2 separate regions of the Triticum aestivum genome follow, and region 2 is linked to region 1. The links are chromatin contacts, called in public Hi-C maps. All regions are on one chromosome and are shown on one strand. The core of a region is the stretch at or near the end of the contact, and the rest is flanking DNA. Distances in the headings are between cores, read along the strand shown.

Region 1 (7,228 bases), core at 2,475-4,974:
TTCCTGGCCGAGGTGTCCGGCGAGCCATTCATCCTGGATACTATGTTTGAAAGCTGCTAAGGCTTCAGCGTCCGGGCAATCGATAATTTGATTCTTCTTAGTGAGAAATATGTTCCAAAGCTTCCGGGCTGACTCTCCGGGCTGTTGAATTATATGACTAAGATCGTCTGCGTCCGGAGGTCGGACATAAGTTCCTTGAAAATTAGCCCTAAAAGCGTCCTCAAGCTCCTCCCAACTTCCAATTGAATTTTCGGGGAGGCTCTTCAGCTAGTGCCGAGCTGGTCCTTTCAGCTTGAGGATAAAGTATTTGATGGCGTGGAGGTCGTCTCCGCGAGCCATATGGATATGGAGGATGAAGTCCTCAATCCAGACCCCGGGGTCTGTCGTTCCGTCGTACGCCTCTATGTTCACGGGTTTGAATCCCTCTGGAAATTCGTGATCCAGCACCTCATCGGTGAAACATAGGGGGTGTGCGGCACCCCTGTATTTGGATGTGTCCCAGCGTTCCGACGGTTGTAGCATTTGGTTTTGATTGTGCGCTGGAGCACGCTTCCTAGATCCGTAGATGGATCTGGTCACACCGGCATTTTGATGTAAGTCCTTGCGTGGATCGTGTGCTGGCTTGTGTGCGGCCTCGTTAGCCGCCCTATCACGGCCACGAGGTGGTCGATCCGACTGATCAGCCGCTTTATTTTTCGGTTGTATAGGCTCTAAAGCCTTGTCATCAAATTCGGGCAACAACTTGCGCTTTGGATAGCTCTTTGTGTGGTAAGTACCACCATACTTTTCTTCATTGTCGAGCACTTTTTTCCATCTACTGTTGAGCATATTCTACGCGGCCTTAAGCCTTTGCTTCTGCTTCTTCAGACTCCTCGCAGTGGCAATAAGCCTTCTATGGAGGTTCTCTTGTTCCAAGTGCCTTTCGGGGATGATGTTTGCATCTTTGTCTGGACCGTTTCCTCTCTAGAGGGAGATTGATGAGCTTTATCCTCGGCGTCGTCGTGTTCGGATAGCGGATCCGTACTATGTTCGCCAGTTGCTGGTTCATCCTGCTCTATTGCTGGATCCATGTGGTCGTCATTTCCTTTGGATTCGACCGGGGTGTTATTCTTTCTTGCGCTGTTATCGCTGTTGAGGCGGGATTTAGAGCGGCGCCTACGTCGTCGCTTTGGTTGCTTCTCGAGGAAATTGTCCTTCGCTGCATCCTTCCATTCCTCATCATTGTTCTCTTTGGGTGTATCCACCATGTATATATCGTGTGATGAGGTGGCAGTCCAGCGCCCTGTGGGCGGTGGTTCCTGTTCGTCTCCTGCATCGTCGTCCATACCGTCGATGTCTTTAGAGCCGAAATCGAGCATGTCGGTTAAATCATCGACAGTGGCTACTAAGTGGGTGGTGGGTGGGCAGCGAATTTCTTTGTCGTCGGCACCCCATTCTAGCCGGACATAGTTCGACCAAGGGTCCCCTGACAAGGAGAGAGACCTTAATGAATTTAGCACATTGCCCAAAGGCGAGTGCTGAAAGATATCCGCGGAGGTAAACTCCATGATCGGTGCCCAATCAGATTCGATAGGCATGGATGCAAGCGGTTCGGGGCCTGTGGCCGGGGATGAATCTGAGGATCCGGCGACATAGGTCTCATAAGAGGTGAAGTCGGTATTTGGCTCTATGGCCACTGAGCGTGTGGCCTCTGAGGCGGGGTCCATCCGCCCGTCCTCGGATGGCGCAATCGACTCCGGATCTAGGGCCGGAGTAGGCATAGGTGTGATCTCCCGAACACCGTCCGGCGGCAGAGCTAAGTCGTGCCCGTCATGACTGTGTGGCGCACCTGACATGGGCTCGAATCCGTCAAAGATCAAGTCTCCGTGGATGTCGGCAGTGTAATTTAAATTTTCGAACCTGACCTGACGGCCGGGGGCGTAGCTCTCGATCTGCTCCAGATGGCCAAGCGAGTTGGCCCGCAGTACGAAGCCGCCAAATACGAAGATCTATCCGGGGAGGAAAACCTCACCTTGGATCGCATCGTTATCGATGATTGAAGGAGCCATCAAGCCTTTATCGCGACAACACAGTGGAACGCTCAATGAAAGCACCAATGTCGGTGTCAAAACCGGCGGATCTCGGGTAGGGGGTCCCGAACTATGCGTCTAAGGCGGATGGTAACAAGAGGCGGGGGACACGATGTTTACCCAGGTTCGGGCCCTCCCGATGGAGGTAATACCCTACTTCCTGCTTGATTGATCTTGATGATATGAGTATTACAAGAGTTTATCTACCACGAGATCATAGAGGCTAAACCCTAGAAGCTAGCCTATGGTATGATTGTTGTTCGTCCTATGGACTAAAACCCTCCGGTTTATATAGACACCGGAGGGGGCTAGGGTTACACAGAGTCGGTTACAAGGGAGGAGATCTACATATCCGTATTGCCAAGCTTACCTTCCACGCCAAGGAGAGTCCCATCCGGACACGGGACGAAGTCTTCAATCTTGTATCTTCATAGTCCAACAGTCCGGCCAAAGGATATAGTCCGGCTGTCCGGAGACCCCCTAATCCAGGACTCCCTTAGCCACCGCCTAGGCGGCACCAGCGTACACAACCGGTGTCTTGCCCGGTTCTTCTCTTTCAAGGACCTCCGTCGATCCCACATGGGCTTCATGGAAGCGGAGCCGCCGCCTTCCTCTCCCGTTGAAGCATCGACGGGGGGTTCCACTCTGATGAGTGGCGGCGTTGTGCTGAAGCATAAACCTCCAGGGTCCTGCAGTCCGGTGATCGGGCTGCCGGATATGAGGAAGACAAAGGGATCCACGGGCGCCGATTTAGATTAGGTATTATTATACCTTTAGAGCCGGACTAGCACCGTTGATGTAAATTTAATGAAATCCATCGTGTTTATATGAAAATCTGAGTGTTTTTTTATATGAAATCCGTCATGTTTGCATGAAATCTGGCCGTGTTTGCACGAATTTCGTCCGATTGGTTTGAGTTGTTGTGAAAATGTATGCGGCTATGGTTTGGATGGCTGTCTCCCGCATCCGTGTCCGCGGACTGGTCCCCTCCCCCTGTCCGCGGACGGATGCGGGAGGTTTTTTGCGAGTTGCCGTTGGAGATGCCCGGAGAGCAAACAGTAACTTCATAACTATATGTGCGTTGCACGTGCATGTTTACTAGTCAACTTAGTACTAACACTGCGAACCAACTTGTGGTTGGATGGTTAGAGAGACAGTGGTATTCTCAACCCACCAGGGTCCAAGTCTTTCACTGGGAGGAGACGTCCCCGTTGACGACGAGACACCTACGATGACTTCGTAAATCTCAAAATGATATGCCGGCTCAGTCTCTCGAAGGTGCTCATAAAGGCAGGATGTGTGTGCGTTCATAGGGGTGAGTGTATGCGCGTATGTATGAGCGCTTGCATCTGTACTATGTTATAAAAAACTTACTTTTTTTGAGACAAAACAAACTTAGTACTAGCACTAGAGTTGCTCTTAGCAATGTTTGAGAAAAGGAGTTTTTTTAAGACAATTTGAGAAAGGAGTAGAATGGGGGATAGCGTGAGAGAAAAGAAGCTGGGGTCGAGTTTCAAAAAAAAAAAAGAAGCTGGGGTCCCGTCGCTTGGGCCCGGCGTTTCTTGGGCCAGACTACTGGGCTCTTGGCGGGCTGAGCGTAAGGCGGAGTACAAGTACCCCAACCCAGCTGTTTCGTTGAAACCCTAATCTCATATAGGACCAGGCGGCGGCGGCGGCGGCGGCGCGGCGGCGAGTATACTCGTAGACAGCAAGCCTGAATCCCCAAAAAAACTAGAGAGCGAGAGGATTTGGAAATCCCAGATCTTTGAAGGAGATGGAGATGGAGATCGAGAGGGACTCCCAGGAGCAGAGGAGGATGTGGATCGCAGACCACTCGTTGAAGCATGCGAAGATGCTAGCAGAGTTCGGCTATGATATGCCGAGCAGGAAGACCACTATGTCCCTGAGGAAGGAGGCCTCCACGTCCCTGAGGTTGGAAGATGGAGGCTTGGTTGACGCTCTTTGTCGCCACCGTGAGATCCTGAGGAGGGAAACCAACTTCTTGATGGGGGAGGTCAATTCACGGGCGCTTGCAACTTTAGGCGGAAGGAAGGCTTACAGGGAGTCGATCCAACGGGAGAACAATGTCGCCGTCGCTCTTCTCCGATTCGTTCGCCTCAAGAACGGTCGACTTGGTGGGGGTGAGCTTGCCCCACTTTGTCACCAGCCATGAGGAGTCCCTGGATCTTCTCTTGCGCGAGTCGGATCATCTGGGCCGCCGGATCCAGTCTCTGGCGTCCATAATGAGGAAATTTGATATCCCCGTCTCCTCCGACAAGCCCAAAAAGCTGCTGTTTCTCATGTCACGCGCAGCTGTGATAATCTCCAAGACTATGAAGAATTATTCCAAGGAGGATGCTACTTCTTCAAAGCTTCTTCACCGTGCCCACTGGGAATCTATATGGGGCAGTCAGATGGCAAGCCATGGTGTCTTCGATGATATAAGTATTTTTGTTGTCAGCTTGCTTTCTTCTTCTTAATTACTACCCATGTCCCGTTCAATTAATAATGCAATCGGACCACTCTCTATTTTCACTCTTCGTATACTTGCTTAATTAATTTTGTAATTTGTTAATATAGATTTTTTTTGCGGTTGATTAAGATAGATTTTCTAACAATGCACTCTTGTTTGACTTTGATTTTGGTGCTGCACGCAGCCACACTGAGTCCTATGCAATTCACGCCATCCACACCTGGTATTACTCCCTACTCTGCTACCACCTGCCCAGCATTGCAGATCTACTCTATCAAAATTGTTGACCTCAACGTCAACTTGAGCTGGCCGCTCCGAGTGTACGGTGTTGTCGCCGCCAGAGACACTGTGGACCGCAACCGCAACCTTCTCTTCTACCGGTCCAGGGCTAACTACCAATTAGTCGAGAAAGATGTATGTATAAATACTAAGTCTTCTCCTTAATTTGCTTGCTTGTCCATTTTTCAATTAAGTGTTAGTAATGATAAGTCGAACGATAACGATGGTGCTTCCAGGATCCTTTTTTGCGCTTGACTGGCCCGTCTCGCGCAATTTTGGCCAGCAACCCGGTGACATTTGAAGTTGAACTAAAAACTGTGTATCCTGGAGCGGAGCCGGATCCCCAAGGCGCATTGCTCTCTTGCGTCTATGATTGGCGCGCCGTGCAGGATACCACCCCTATGTTCCTTGGCTATGCTTGTTCTGCACAGTTAAGCCTTGAGCAACTTCCTAGAGCAATCCAGGCCACTATCATGGGTGTCCACATTGTTGATGGCTCATGGCCTCCTAAATATGGATGCCGGGTTTCTTGCTCCTTGTCTGCTCCAGATGATCCCACTCCTAGGGAAGTGTTGTTGCTTGATTGTTCCCGTTCTGATGCTGAAAAAAAAAAGCCCTGTTGGATCAGATGGCTACTTTGGTCTGGCAAGGAATGTTGTTTCAGCTGAACTACAATCAACACTGAAAGTTGTCATACAAGCCCAGTCGTGGAGGCATGGTGGTGCACAGGGTCATGTCGAGTTCCCTGTCCAACAATACTGCCAAACAAGCAAGGGTTCATGTGTTGTAGGCATGTGTAAGGTCGAGGTTGTTGTTGCTTGGTCCCTCCTTGTCGAGAACAAGCTGAATCTCATGCTTTGAGACGTGAGATCTACTATGTAAGAGTCAGCTCTAGCTTGCGACTCATCTTGACCCAGATATTCGTGTACTGACTATTAGCTTATCTTGTGAAACATTGTTATGCTGGTGGTTTGCTAGCATGTTAAGCATTTCTGTTCGGACCAACTATGTAAGATGTTGAGTATCAGTTCTGGTTTCTGTCATCCAACTATATATAACTTGTATGTCATGTCGTGAAGTGTTCTGTTTTGATTAATTTGTAGTTGTGGTGTCTTTTGTTACTGTGTTGGTTTGTTAAAATGTAAGTCTTTGTGTATAGATTTGTTCGCACTTGAGTCTATGTAGTATCACATCATCATTAGTGGCTTCTATTACATTACATTCTAACTCAACAAATCTATACTACATATAGTCAAACCAAATATTGCCATAACAACAGAACATGCTGCAGGAACTGCCTGGCTGCTTCCAAGAAACTGGGTAGCAAGAAGCCCGGCTAGGGTGGAGCTCTGCATTCCAGTGCACACTGAAATAGTCTTGTTTCATAAAGGTGCAATAAGAAATTTAATTAGTTAATGGAAAGGGGTTATGCCCGGTTCTAAAATATATATATTTGGTTTGACTCTTGCATCATACCGGGGAAGTGGCATGCGAATAAGGGACGTTCCTTCGAGATTCTTTCCACAAGCTTCCGCTGATGCGGGATCATGAGAGGCTGGATTTAGCATTGAAATTCTTTCAAGGCCTCCCGGTTTCAGAAACTTGGCTGCCCTTTGGGGATGCAGTTACAGGGGTGTCCTGCGGCTCATCCAGCAATCAGGCATACCATAGCTACAAAACGCAGAACTGCAAACTGGAGATTGTGCAAACTAAGCAGCGGCTGGGAACAACTGTAACGAACCCAGGGTTGCTAGGATCGAAACAAGGGTCAATCGGGGAAAATAAATCGAGTTCAGCTTGTTGCTTGAGAAAGAAGAAGGTGAGGTACAGGAGAAGGAGGTGAGATACAGAGAAGGTTATGTGAGATACAGAGTTCACACAATACACGCATGCCCTCTCTCTGCCTACCACGCACACTTAAGTAACCACACACACACAGCTCTGCCCGTGGGCCTACATGTCTGGCGACTGTGTCCACTCTTTCCTTGTCCACTGCATCATCAGTGGGATGCAGGTGTGACATGCCCCTCTTCTTCAGAGAAAGCCCCGTCTTCCATTTGTGTTTCATCTTCAGGCGTTGTCTGGTTTTGACCGGTCATCGTCTCGCGCCAAATACTCGCCGCCGGAAATCGTTGCCGTAGTGTTTCATAGTCCTCCCAGGTTGTGCCCGACGCTGAAGAAGACCAACGAATGCGGAGCTGGACCAGCGCTTGATCGCCCTTCTTGACCATCCTGCGGTCCATGATTTCCGCTGGCTCGTTGTCGGTGATGGACAAGTCCGGTGGTCGTGGAAGCTCGGAGAACACCGGCAAGTAATTGGGTGTGAAGGGCTTCAGTTGCGAGACGTGGAAGACGTTGTGGATGCGGCTGTCAGTGGGTAGCTCCAGCTTGTATGCGAGCTTGCCGA
Region 2 (6,615 bases), core at 3,155-5,654, 480 kb before region 1:
TCTCTTCACACTTTCAGAGAAAGGACGACTTGATATACGCAGAACAGGACATTCTTCTAGGAGCTGCCAGGATCATCAAGTCACATGGCGTTGAGTTTGGAAGCACCACACAGTGCTGCTGATTCTGATGTTTTCTCAAACTCAAGTAGGGTAAGTCGATATTTTGCTGCGCAGCTTACCTGTAATGTAATGTGAGCTGCTCATTTTTCAGTCGGTACTATTCTAAGCAAACGTGATTGATTGGATGAACCATTTTCACCCCATTTCTAGCCTTTAGTAATAGAAGTTTGGCTGCTTATTACAGTTTTGAATAAGTTAGTTTTGTAAAAAAAAGAAAAAAAAGTGACAGGGAATTGTATCGATGGCAGGTGAACGTCGCTAGCCTGGAGGAGTACATACGCGGAGGGTTAGAGGAGATTTTGCTTGGTGCGCGTGCGAAGGCAGGGACCTCTTGCGGAACCAAGGTGGGACTTTTGTTGCCTGTCCTCAATTTGGCGAACATACATCGTCCGCTGCCGGAGAATATAACTGTCTTGCGTTACAACATTTTGCTACGTACGCTGATAGTAGTACTGCTTAGCGAGTAGTTTACCATGATTCGTCAGTGTTCAGTCGTGGTAACTTGAAACACATGGGGTGGCATGATCCACCGGAGGTCTGCATCAGGGCCAAGGAGTATCCCGTTTGGCCTTGGAACTCTAAATGCTGGAACGTCGACATGCGTGCAAGTGTTGTTTTGATGCATGTCTAGGCGTGATAGACACCTTTGTCCTGAATCGGTGTGTCGAGGACCATGTTGACACGCGTCGTTCGGCTTTTATTTCTAGATCTGGCTACTATAGTCCTATGCATATGCTTGTTAATTTGCTTGTACTCCGTTGAGTACGTCAGAAATTAAGGGTATGTCTGGTTCTTGCCTGTAGCTCCCTTGCCAATTATTTGGCGAGGGATTCCACCGCCTAGGGTTGGCCATTCAACAAAGGACTCATTGGCAGCCAAATACTTCCTCCGTTTTTATTTAGTCCGCATATTAGCTTTGATCAAAGTCAAGCTTTGTAAACTTTGACTAAGTTTATGAACAAAAATATTAATATATACAATAACAAATCAATACTGTTAGATTCATTATTGAATGTACTAACACATCATATAGATTTATTATGGTAAATGCTTATAATTTTTTCTATAAAGTTGGTCAAACTTTATGAAGTTTGACTTCTGTCAAACCTAATATGCACACTAAATAAAAACGGAGGGAGTACTTGGCAACAAACCAAACAACGTTTTGGTAGGGTGAGTGAAAACCAAACAGACCCTAAACAAGTAGTAGCACTGTATACGATTGACACTGTAGACTTGTCATAGGGAATCATTACCACAGGAATGGCATAAAATACTCGAGTTAGGCAACGCCTTTCGCTCTCGTTTCTAGGACTAGGATGGAATCGGGAGCGACATGAATCACGGGAGAACGTTGGCATGCGACCTCCTTTTCATGGCCATGTGCGTGCCGACAAGTGTAAATGGTTTTCGGTTGCGCCGGTGCGCCACCTGCTGAACCGGCCTCGGCGAGCATTTATAGCTCTGTTGCTGATGGTTCGGAGGAATGAATGAACACTCTCCACATCACCTTAATTATGTCTCGGGCGGATGGGGCTGGTAGATTTGGTCGTCCCTGTTGCCAGAAAGCATGCCAAGCCGGATCCCTATACATGCTGTCGCCGGACGTGCTTTCCCCTCTTGCCCGACACGGCCGAGGCGAGCCACGCCGGGTGCCAGAAACGAAGTAAAAACCGACGCGCTGACCCAATTTCACACACAAACACAAGCCCCCACGCCATCCCACCCCGCGTGGGTGTTGGCCGAACGCCTGGATCTTGCCACCAAAGGCTGAAACCAAAGCTTTCCCAAGTCCAAATCCCAGTAGCCCCACACGCCTTTTAGCACAGCGAACCGGCATGCGTTCATGCATGCCCTGCCACGTCTCCTTCAACTGTTGTGGGGGCAGCAGCGGCACGATGCAGTGCAGAGGAAGCCCGGCCAAAGCTTCGAGTCCTTCTCGTGCCTGGTGATGGCCCGTGAGGCGCAAAGCACCAGCACGGTAGTAGGTACGCAGGCAGGAGATGACCGAACGAGGCTCTCGTTTGTTATACCTTCCAGCAAGAATACAAGAAGAGAGAAAAAAATAATATTGTATCGTCCTACAGTGTTCTCCTAACAGAGGCTAGGCTAGACCTAGACTACTTGGCTGAACTCGCCGTCCCTGCACACGCCCACGTCGATGGTCATCGTCTTCTTCCCCTCCTTCCCCACCTTGGGCGACGACAGCACCCTACAGCAGTTCCTCCTCGGCGACTGCACAACATCCATGTGAGCCATGCATCATCAGTAAACAAACTCGCCAAAGGCAATATAAGTACTAGTGTTTCCACACACATCAGCAATCCTTTATTAAACGTACGTATGCTAACATTCGCTCAGGTAGTCAACCAAACCTAGTACGCAATTAACAGTGGATACGCTTCTCCTACCATTGCTAGAATTTTTAACTATCTTGTATTGCATTCCTATCTTTGGACTGTATAGTTTAGTGTATAATACTCGTTTTTAATTAGCAATTGGGCCATTTGTGTATATGCTGAAAAAGGAATTGAGTTAAGGGAAGGAGCGAAGGGGATTACCCGGTCCCATATCCCGGGGTCGGGCCTCTTGAGCACGACGATGTGGTCGAGATGCGCGTCCGGGTCGGTGATGTTCCAACGGCACGCGGGCCGCGTCTCGTTCGCGGGGCGCCACCGCTCGTACCGCGTCACCGTTGTCTCCCCGCCGCGGGCGGCCTCCGCGCTGCGCGCCGACGACAGGTAGTACACGGCCGGCTTGTGGCACGGCGTGCGCGCCAGGGGCCGCGTGTTGAAGGCGTACGCCGTGTAGTCGGCGCGCCGGTACCAGTTGAGGAACGTCCGCGCCGGCATCTCCATCTCCCGCGGCGAGGTCACCCCCCTCGACACCAGCACGGCGAACCCCCACGCCACCGACACCGTCCACCGGTTCGCCCCGTCGTAGCAGATGGACTGCTGCATTATCCCCGCCGGGTCCAGCCTCACGGGCCCGCTGAACAGCCTCCGCACCGCCGCCGGCCGCGCGGGCGCGTTGGGGAACAGCGGCTGCACCACGTCCAGGTGGTGCAGCGTCACGATCGGCGCCACCGGGTGCGCCGCCAGGAGGCCCAGCAGGTCCCCGTACACGTCGTACTGGTGGAACCCCGGGTGCTTGGTGAGCGGCACCCCCAGCTCCGCCATGCACGCCTGGATCCGGTCGTCGCTGCCGTAGAGCGCCGGGTAGCGGCTGATGCAGCCGTCCTGAATCCGCGCGAGCGCCTCCGCCAGCGGCCTGCTGATGGCGAAGCCGCCGCCGCCGTACGCCATCCCGTAGGAGAAGTAGATGTTCTGCAGGTGGCTCTCGGAGAGGGAGCCGATGTAGTAGGGCTGGCGGTGGTCGAACTTGTTGAGGACGGTGAGCAGGTTGTCCGGGAAGAAGACGGTGTCGTCGTCGCCCATGACGAACCAGCGCACGCCGGGGAGGCCGAGGCGGAAGGTCTCGGAGACGATGCGGGAGATGCGGATGGCGGAGCGGTGGCCGCGCCGGTGCGTGTAGGGGAAGGCGGAGGTGTCGGAGGAGATCTTGATGGCCGGGAGCCCCGTCCGCGCCGTCGACATGTTGGACTCCCGCACCTCGCGGTCCAGCCAGACGTAGCCGCGCATGGCGCCGCGCGGGCGCCACCACACCTTGATGTACTCCTTGCGCTTGTCCCAGAACCGCGACGAGGCCGCGATGCCGAACACCACGTGCTGCAGCGTCGTCGCCGCGGACGCCGCGGGGGCGGCCTTACTGTCGGCCACCGCCGCAGCGGTGCGGTTGGTGGAGACGCGGGAGGAGACCGCGGTGGGGTCCGGCGGGCAGGACGCGGTGGACGAGGAGGCGGCGGAGGCGAGGAGGAGGTGGAGCGTGTAGAAGAAGTAGAGGGCGGTGAGGGGGAGGAGGAGCAGGAGGAGGAAGCGGAGGAAGGAGCCGGTGGCGGACTCCTTGCCGCCGCCGCCGCCGCCGCCCCCCTTCATTCCTGGCGCCGTGGCTGCTCCTTGCCGCCGCCGTGCCCGGCCTCACAATGCCTCTTCCTCGGCGGGCGGGCGGGGTATGCTGACCGCGACTGGTATCGGGGAGTGGGGTTCTGGCGAGTGAGATTTGGGAAGGAGATTTACAAGGGTGGGTCGCGTGGGCAGCAGCCACGGGAGTGTGCCAGGTCGCCCATCCCCTCCGCGTGTTGCTCTGCTTCTGGTTCTCAATCTCACTCTCTTCGCTTGTTCTAGCGTCGTTGCGGCGTGGACTGGGATTGAGTGGGGTTTTCGGGTGCGGTGGGGGGTGGGGGGTGGGGTGGGTGGGGCGGCGCCTTTTCGAGGTTTCTCCCGTGCCGGTGCTGCACTGCCTGCATGTCCCGTCCCTATTCAAGTGCACATTTATTTTTCAACTACTGCTAAAAAAAAGTTCGCATTTATTTATTTCCTACCAAAAAGCCTATTTATGTATTTTATGGCAAGGTGCTGCCCGGGGATGGATGATTACTTGCTGTGATGCCGCTGGCTTCTCTTTTACAGAAACGTGGGATGTTCTTCAATCGATTTGCAGATTTCGGTCCGCCGGAATAGTTGATTAGATTTCAGGCTGGCGATTTGCAGATCAGGGAGGCGCATTGATGCCCCGGCTATATTTGCGGGGTATGACTAGGTCTCAGTCGACTGAGATTTAACCAAGTCTCAGTCAAGTAATATAACATGCAAGAGAAAAATGAAAAATGAAAAATGAAAATTTTGCATGAATTTTAATATAAGATCTCACGGATATAGAGCATGATTGGTTTGTTGCTAATATTTGGCTAGCCAAATGTTGGCAATACTAAGACTTGCCAAATATTGGCAACTTTATATGAGTTAGGCAAGACAACTTGGTAACCAATTAGTAATTAGTAGCCAATATCTGGCACAATGCTAAACATTGGCATGCCAATTTTTGGCACAAAACCAATTATGCTCATAGCATTGATTGAGACTTAATGAAGTCTCAATAGCAAGACTGATATTTGTGTTAGAGCGTCAAACGATCCGGACGGGCTACTCGGTCAATGACTGGACCGGACGCAAAAACGCTACCCAATCGGTCTCCGCACAACCAACTCAAATGTCCCGACTGACCGACATTCCCTATATCCTACATATAACTAGGGCGAACATAGAGATGCCCAGACGCGTGTGCCACATCGGATTGACCGCTAGGGCTTGCGTCAATTCACCCATATCCGCTCCTCCCACCTTGCTCGAGCAGTTCTCTTCTCATCTCTGCTCGTCCTTCTCCGCACATCCATCATCGGACTTCTGTCGCTATCGGTGCTCCGCCACCATTCCAAACCCAAGGCTTTGCCACCGGACGCCCCAACTCACACGTCGTCGACCAGGCCGCCACCGGCGCAGCTCCGATACGGCAAACTCTCCTATATTTGCACCTCGCGCTCTACGTGTTCGATGAAATGTGCGAGCCGAGCATTACTTCAAGGGTTCCATCAAGGGCCGGTGCACGTCTTCTGTACACAAACTACTTCACAGCGGTCCCAACATTTCATGAAACTTTTTTCGTCGTTGCTACTGGATGAGTGAAAAGTTGTTTGTGCGGGTAGTGGAAAGGCGTGGAGAAGGCTGATGACAACTTCAAACTAAGAAAGGATTGTTGCCGAAAATTATCCTTCTCTCCTCTACACAAATGCACGGCTCCTCTTAGGATGCTTGCTTATGGTAAAGTAGCAGATGCAATTGATGCAGAAATTCGGATGGGAGAGACCACGGTCCTGAACACCACGGAGCAACTTGCACGCATTCTGGTGAAGATGTTCGGACCAGAGTATGAGAGAGCTAAATGTGGAGGACACAAAAAAATTGTTAGCAATTTGAGCAGCAAGAGGATTTACCAGTATGTTAGGTTCAGTTGATTGCATGCACTCGCAATGTAAGAACTGCCCGAAAAGTTTGTGTGGGCAATACCAAGATCACGTCAAAGAAGTCACCATCATACTTGAAGTAGTGATATCGCATAACTTCTGGATTTGACATGCTTTCTAAGGCACGTCAGGTTCATGCAATGACATCAATGTGCTCCAACGATCTCCTTTGTTCAAGAGACTCTGTGATGAGAAGCTCCACCTGTTGGGGAACGTAGTAATTTCAAAAAAAATCCTACACACACGCAAGATCATGGTGATGCATAGCAACGAGAGGGGAGAGTGTTGTCTACGTACCCTCATAGACCGGAAGCGGAAGCGTTAGCACAACGCGGTTGATGTAGTCGTACGTCTTCATGGCCCGACCGATCAAGCACCGAAACTACGACACCTCCGAGTTCTAGCACACGTTCAGCTCGATGACGATCCCCGGACTCCGATCCAGCAAAGTGTCTGGGATGAGTTCCGTCAGCACGACGGTGTGGTAACGATCTTGATGTTCTACCGTCGCAGGGCTTCGCCTAAGCACCGCTACAATATTATCGAGGATTATGGTGGAGGGGGGCACCGCACAC

The links. A called contact is a pair of places that touch in the nucleus more often than the background predicts.
Region 2: a contact with region 1 is called in a Hi-C map of leaf, with 3 times the contacts expected there. The contact joins the promoter of LOC123189992 here to the promoter of LOC123189991 in region 1. A contact is called at or near these places in 3 of 5 Hi-C or Micro-C datasets (all in leaf).

What each region holds. Positions count from the first base shown.
Region 1 is chr2A:652,666,739-652,673,966 of IWGSC CS RefSeq v2.1, reverse strand. LOC123189991 reads left to right here and starts at 3,724. Exons shown (of 3, transcript XM_044602529.1): 1 at 3,724-4,514; 2 at 4,727-4,956; 3 at 5,058-5,917. The coding sequence starts at 4,154. The coding sequence ends at 5,489.
Region 2 is chr2A:653,143,332-653,149,946 of IWGSC CS RefSeq v2.1, reverse strand. It overlaps LOC123189992, which reads right to left and starts at 4,404. Exons shown (of 2, transcript XM_044602530.1): 1 at 2,682-4,404; 2 at 2,125-2,355. The coding sequence starts at 4,115. The coding sequence ends at 2,236. LOC123189993 (mechanosensitive ion channel protein 1, mitochondrial) reads left to right here. Exons shown (of 8, transcript XM_044602532.1): 7 at 18-150; 8 at 369-847. The coding sequence ends at 122.